Regions from separate parts of the Macaca fascicularis genome. Here region 1 is linked to region 2. The links are chromatin contacts, called in public Hi-C maps. All regions are on one chromosome and are shown on one strand. Each heading gives the region's core, a stretch centred on a gene start, on an enhancer-like site or on the middle of the called end of the contact. The rest is flanking DNA. Distances are from core to core; before and after follow the strand shown. Region 1 holds the start of STIM1 (stromal interaction molecule 1). Region 2 overlaps STIM1 (stromal interaction molecule 1).

The links. Hi-C and Micro-C count contacts between places; a contact is called where the count stands out from the background.
Region 1: a Hi-C map of liver shows a contact between it and region 2, with 2.3 times the contacts expected there. The contact joins the promoter of STIM1 here to the enhancer-like site in region 2. A contact is called at or near these places in 2 of 2 Hi-C or Micro-C datasets (liver and skeletal muscle).

What each region holds. Positions count from the first base shown.
Region 1 is chr14:70,416,862-70,419,946 of T2T-MFA8v1.1, reverse strand. STIM1 (stromal interaction molecule 1) reads left to right here and starts at 1,792. Exons shown (of 13, transcript XM_005578993.4): 1 at 1,792-3,047. The coding sequence starts at 2,909.
Region 2 is chr14:70,287,673-70,290,756 of T2T-MFA8v1.1, reverse strand. All of the region lies in intron 2 of STIM1 (stromal interaction molecule 1), which reads left to right. It also overlaps the pseudogene LOC107127384. Among named protein-coding and RNA genes, the nearest start is that of RRM1, 92 kb to the right of the region's middle. Within about 2 kb of position 1,361, at least 6 of the 6 cell types and tissues checked have an H3K27ac peak or open chromatin away from gene starts, as enhancers often do. A contact at or near this core is called in liver, where this site is marked.

The sequences.
Region 1 (3,085 bases), core at 543-3,042, 130 kb before region 2:
ATACTAGGCTCACCTTTCTGCCTGCTCTCCATAATCCCCACCATTCCCTATTACTCCTATCAACGTTTCTTTTCTTTTCTTTTCTTTTCTTTTCTTTTTTTTTTGAGATGGAGTCTATACTGTCCCTCAGACTGGAGTGCAGTGGCGTGATCTCGACTCACTGCAAGCTCTGCCTCCCGGGTTCATGCCATTCTCCTGCCTCAGCCTCCCGTATGGCTGGGACTACAGGCGACCGCCACCACGCCCGGCTAATTTTTTTGTATTTTTAGTAGAGACGGGGTTTCACCGTGTTAGCCAGGATGGTTTTGATCTCCTGACCTCGTGATCCACCCGCCTCAGCCTCCCAAAGTGCTGGGATTACAGGTGTGAGCCACCACACCCGGCCTCCTACCTACTTTTCTTAATTGTATTACCTACCTGCCCACTTTGCCATTTGAATTTAAGACCCCTGGCTCAGGGAATAGGTCTAGGAGAACCTAGGTCAGGGTTCAACGGTTCTGGTCAATTTTCCAATATTCCGGTATTGAGTGTTAGTTTTTAGTATCTGAGTGTACAAGTGAATTAACTCATGTCATCCAGCTTTTACAGAGCACTTACTTTGTTCAGGGTCTATGGCTGGGTCCTAGTGTAGCAGAGATGAATGAGGCACAGCCTCTGACCTGAAGAGTGGCAATCACTACCTATTGGGGGAGGGGCAGACAGGTGTATGGTCCAATTTTGGCCACAGACTGATTTTGAAGGGGTGGGCAGAGTAAAAGTTTCTAAGGAGACACATTGAGCTGTATCTGTAAGAATGAGAGAACAGCTACATGAGGAACTTTGGAGCAGGGGAGAGTGTTTCAGGCAGAAGCAACAGCAGATACAAAGGCCGTGAGGTGGCTGAGTTTGACCTGTTTAGGAACTTAATGAAGGCTAGTGTGACAGGAGCTTAATAGAGCCGGGGGAGTGGTAGTAGGTGACGTTAGCTACGTATTTTTATATCAACGGCCTAACCCTTAAGCCAGGCAGCTGTTGGGCAAATCCATGTTCCCAGTCTTCAAAGGGCTTGCTCAGAACAGGTAGCTGGTTTAGCACTGTCAGTCAGAGGAGGGACTGGGCCTAATCCCTTCCCCTGCTTCTGGTGCCAAGGACAGGGTAGGGCACAGAGGTTTCAGTCAAGATCTGCTGACAGCACGCTTGAGAAAAGAACAGGAAGTGCAGGCTTTGTTGAAGGAGGCTCAGGCGTGGCTCTTTCTTCTTTGGCGCACTCACTCTCAAGTCGCTGACACCTCCTCCACCAGAGAGGTAGCTGGGAAAATGAGATGCAGGGAGGAATCATTTACGGGCCCCACCGAAAAACCTTAAAGGGCTGGGAGCTTGAGGGGCAGGTAGGAAAACGGGCTGTGAGAGCTAAGGGAGGGCATCACACTTAGCTTGGAGGGGAGGGGAGGTGGGGTCAGGAAGGCAGATGGCACCCTTTAGCCCAGACTCAAGGAATGTGTAAGGGAATTTTAGCTAGAGTGGTTTGGACATTTCATTTTGCTTTCTGGCATCATCATTTCCTCTGAAAACACTCGCAGGCCCCAGTGGCCCTAGTGGGCCTCCCCCGGGGCGGGTCTTAGCTTTACTCCCCAACCCTCTGCAAAAGAGCAGGCCCTCCCAGGAGCGCAAGTCCTGTCTGCAGTTCGCCGATGTTTCCACCAGGGGCCGCTGCGCACGGGCGACGAAGCGCGCGGGTTCCTGAGCCGCAGAGAGGCGGAAGTCGATTGGTTGTCAGGCGAGGCGGGAGGGCGGAGCCTGGGAACTGGCAGGGAGTTGGGGGCTGGGAGCTCGCCCCCTGGCCGAGCCGGCCTGGGCTGTTGTCGCCTCAGGCGGCTCCTGGGAGGCTAACGTTGTGTCCTGGGCCTCTGTTTAGACCGCCTCTACAACTGAGGCGAGTGGAGCAGCACCACGGCCCGGAGATCGGGGCAGGGCAGGTGTTGTCGCCGCCGCCGCCGCAGGCCTGAGTTACCTGAGTAACTGCGGGTCAGGGACTCGCCTGCGGGCCGGCAGTTGGCGCTGGAGACTCTGGAGGGGGAAAGGGAAGCTGGGACTTGATCCTTTGCGCGGGAGGGGCGTCCTGGCAAAGACTAGCACGGGTTGGGGATCCGGGAGAGCCCGCTGGGGGCTGGGGGCTCCGGGGAGCCGTCTTCACCGGTTATTCCGGGATCCAGCCGGGCGCTGGGGCGGGCCCGGGCTTCGCTGGGGGCCGGGCGGCGCGGGGCGGGCCGGCGGGAGAGCACGCCCCCGCTCGCCCCGGGCCCGCCCCGCGCCGCCCGCCCGCCTGGGAGCAGCTGTCCTGGGCCTGGCCGGTGTGCGTCCGCCTGCTGGACCTGGGCACCGCCAGCCGCCTGGGCACGGGACTGGGCGGGGGCGCTGACCTCGGCCTAGGAGGCCCAGGATCCTGGAGACGCCCGCGCCCTCAGGACCCTGCGGGTCGCACGCCCTCCCCAGCTTCTGCTGCTAGCCGCTCTTCGGCAGGGCGAGGTCAGGTGCCCCCTTCTTGCCTCTTTTCTCTGCTCTTCCTCCCCCACTCCTGTGCCCGCGGGGACTCCTGCCGCCCCCTCCCGCAGGGGTGTAGTAAGCTGCGGAGCTGACAGCAGCCCCGCAGCCACTCTGCCCAAAGTCTCCGGAAGCCGCACGAGCTCAGGCCGCCGTAGCCCCGGCGGACCCACTATTGGACCTGAGGAGCCAGCCCTCCTCCCGCACTCAAACTTGGAGCACTTGACCTTTGGCTGTTGGAGGGGGCAGGCCTGCGGGTGGCTGGACAGCTGCGGAGCCGCGAGGGCGTCTTGCCTGGAGACCGTCGGCTGCACTCGCGGGCTCCTGGCTTTGCCTTTGGGATCCCGAGGTGTCCACATCAGACGCATGTTGACTGAGACCTAGAGTCATGGATGTATGCGTCCGTCTTGCCCTGTGGCTCCTCTGGGGACTCCTCCTGCACCAGGGTCAGAGCCTCAGCCATATTCACAGTGAGAAGGCGACAGGAAGCAGCTCGGGGGCCAACTCTGAGGAGTCCACTGCAGCAGGTAAGGCCTTGCTGTGGGCTGGACTGGGCTGTAGGCTT
Region 2 (3,084 bases), core at 112-2,611:
GGTTTTCCTGCTGTTGAGTGTTTGGCTGGGTTTGTGATCCTCTCAGGGTGTTGGAAAGCCGTGTATAGGGATGGTAGCATGAGGGAAAACTGAGCGTGGAATTGAAGTTGCCTTTTGTTCGTGGGGATTGTCAGGGAGAGAGATTTCCCTAGCATCTGAAGCCAGAGCAGAGGGTGGATTTATTATATCTAGTCCAGGGATCAGCAAACTGTTTTTTCGTATAGCCTGCAAACTAAAAATGATTTTTAAATTTTTTTCTTTCATAATTGAGATTTTATTGGTTGAGGATCAGTACAGACATTTCAATTTGTACACAATTATTAATATACATACCGAAAATCTAAAAAGCCATGTATTGTAATTCTTTTTTTAAAGTTATTCCAGTGACTTTCCAGCTTAGAATTTGGAAGCAAATTGTCCTTAAGAGGCTATCAAGTACCGGCATCCTCACATGTTGATAAGCTGTTACATACGTCCTACCAATCCACAACTGAACAGCATGTACACTACATATTCAGATTTTTAATCTTTCACAGCACAGTAACCAAGTTATTAGGAAAACAGGACTACCGCAAGCAAAGATGTTACAGAGTGCACACAGTTCTGACGGGGAGAGCCATGATCAAGGAGTGGTTTTCTTTAGGAAACAAGTCAACCAAAAAACAACATAGAAGTAATTTAAAATGTTCAAGACATTAAATGCAGGACTGACTCCATATTGTCATTTAATATGCATTGTATTATAGGATATAAAAACTAACCCCCCATCTATCGAGTGTTAAGCTGACACCAAAGATAGTTAAAGCCTCCCTTAATTCAATATCCCACACTATTTTCTGGTTGTACCAAAAAATAAACAACCAGTGAATGATTGCACCTCTTAAAGCATTTACACTTAAAAATTGGGATGAGGTGGGATTCCCTCCTTCTAAAAAATGTTTCTAGAACTACTAAAAAACTTGTATTTACAAAATAGTTGATAAAAATATTCCTCGGATTGTACAAGAAGGGAGACAGGGACCACTGATAACACATGATGTGTGGTATTAATCAGACTTGATTTCTTTCTCTCCTGCTTCATCAGAGGCTGGACTCTCCTCAGTTTTCTTTTCCCTGTTTTCTGCAGGCAAATGTTCTTTAGTTTCTTGGTTAGCCACTTTGGCCTGTTTTCTCTTTGCTCCCGTTTTCCCTTTTGTTTGCACTTTTTTGTCTGAAGATTTATCCTTTGCTGCTACCTTTTTCTGCTTCGCTTTCACTTTTGCAGTAGCAGGTTTAGCAGACAACCGCGCCTATCTTCTCTCGGGCTCTTCCTTGGCGGCCCCTTTGGCAGAGCTGACCTTCCTCTTAGTCATCCTGGCGGCGTGGAGGGCGCCTGCGGGATGTCTGCGAGCCGTGGCGCAGGGAGAGGCTCGGCGAAGCTGGGCTGCCTTGGCGAAGCTGGGCTGCCTGGTCACTGCCGCTCCTCCCGCCGCCCGGCTGCTGAGACCCACAGCAAGGGTGATGGGAGAACCCTGATTTTTACATTTTAAAATAGTTTAGGGGGAAAACTAAAGAAGAATTTCAAGATGTGAAATTTATATGAAATTGAAATTTCAGAGTCCGTAAAGTTTTATTGGCATACAGCCACTCTCATTTGTTTACATATTGTCTGTTGCTGCTTTTACGCAAGAACAGCAGAGTTGAGTAGTTGCGACTACCAAGCATAAAATATTTACTGTCTGGCCCTTTACAGAAAAAGTTTATCTGGCCTAGTGTAACCTATCAATTAAAAAAAAAAAAACAGCTTCTTGGAGGAAGAATTCACATACTGTGCAGTTCTCCCATATAGTATACAATTCAATGGGTTTTAGTATATTCACAGATATGTGCAACTATCACCTCAGTCAATTTAAAAACATTTTTGTCACCTCAAAAATAAACCACATACACATTAGCTATTGTTCTCTCCCCTCATTTCCCCCAGCCCTAAGCAACCACGCTTGTACTTTCTCTTTCTGTAATTTGCCTATTATGGACATTTCATGTAAATACAGTCATATAATATGTGGTCCATTGTAACTGGCTTTTTTCACTTAGCGTGTTTTCAAGGTGCATTCATGTTGTATCAGTACTGCCTGTACATGTTCATGTATATATATCTGTATTTTATTTCTTTTCATGGCCAAATAATATTCTATTGCATGGACATACCAGTTTTGTTTAGCCATTCATCAATTTATAGACATCTGGTTTGTTTCACCTTTTGGCTATTATGAATACTGCTGCTATAGACATGTGTAAGTTTTTGTGTGGACATGTGTTTTATGTTTTGTTTGGATGTATACTTTTATTTCTCTTGGTACATACATATGAATAGAATTGCTGGGTCATATGGTAACTGTGTTTACCTGTTTTAGGAACTGCCGGAGTATTTTCCATATAAAAATGGTTCAAGTGGCTAAACCATTTTTACATTCCTGCCAGCAGTGTGTGAGGGATCTGATCTCTCCACATGCTCATCAACACTTGTTATTGTCTGACTTTTTGATTATAGTCATCCTAGTTGGTATAAAGTAATATCTCATTATGATTTTGATTTACATTTCTCTGATGACTAACGGTATTGAACATCTTTTCATGTGCTTAATGGTTATTTGTATATCTTCTTTAGAGAAATATTTTCTCAGATCCTTTGCTCAATTTTTTTTTATTATTATTTTAAAAAATTTCCATCTTAATTTTATATTCATGGGGTACATGTGCAGGTTTGTTACAAGGGTATATTGCGTGATACTGAGGTTTGGGCTTCTATTGATTTTCTTATGCAGATAGTGACCGTAGCATCCAATGGGAATTTTTTCAGTCCTTCTCCCTATCCCCACTCCTTTTGGAGACCCCAGTATCTATTGTTCACATCTTTGTGTTTATGTGTACCCAAGATTTAGCTCCCACTTGTAAGTGAGAACATACAATATCTGGTTTTCTGTGTCTGCACTAATTCACTTAAGATAATGGCATCCGGCTGCATTCATGTTGCTGCAAAGGATTTTCATTGCTTTTCATGGTCAATATGTACCACATTTTCTTTCTTGTTTTTTTTTTTTT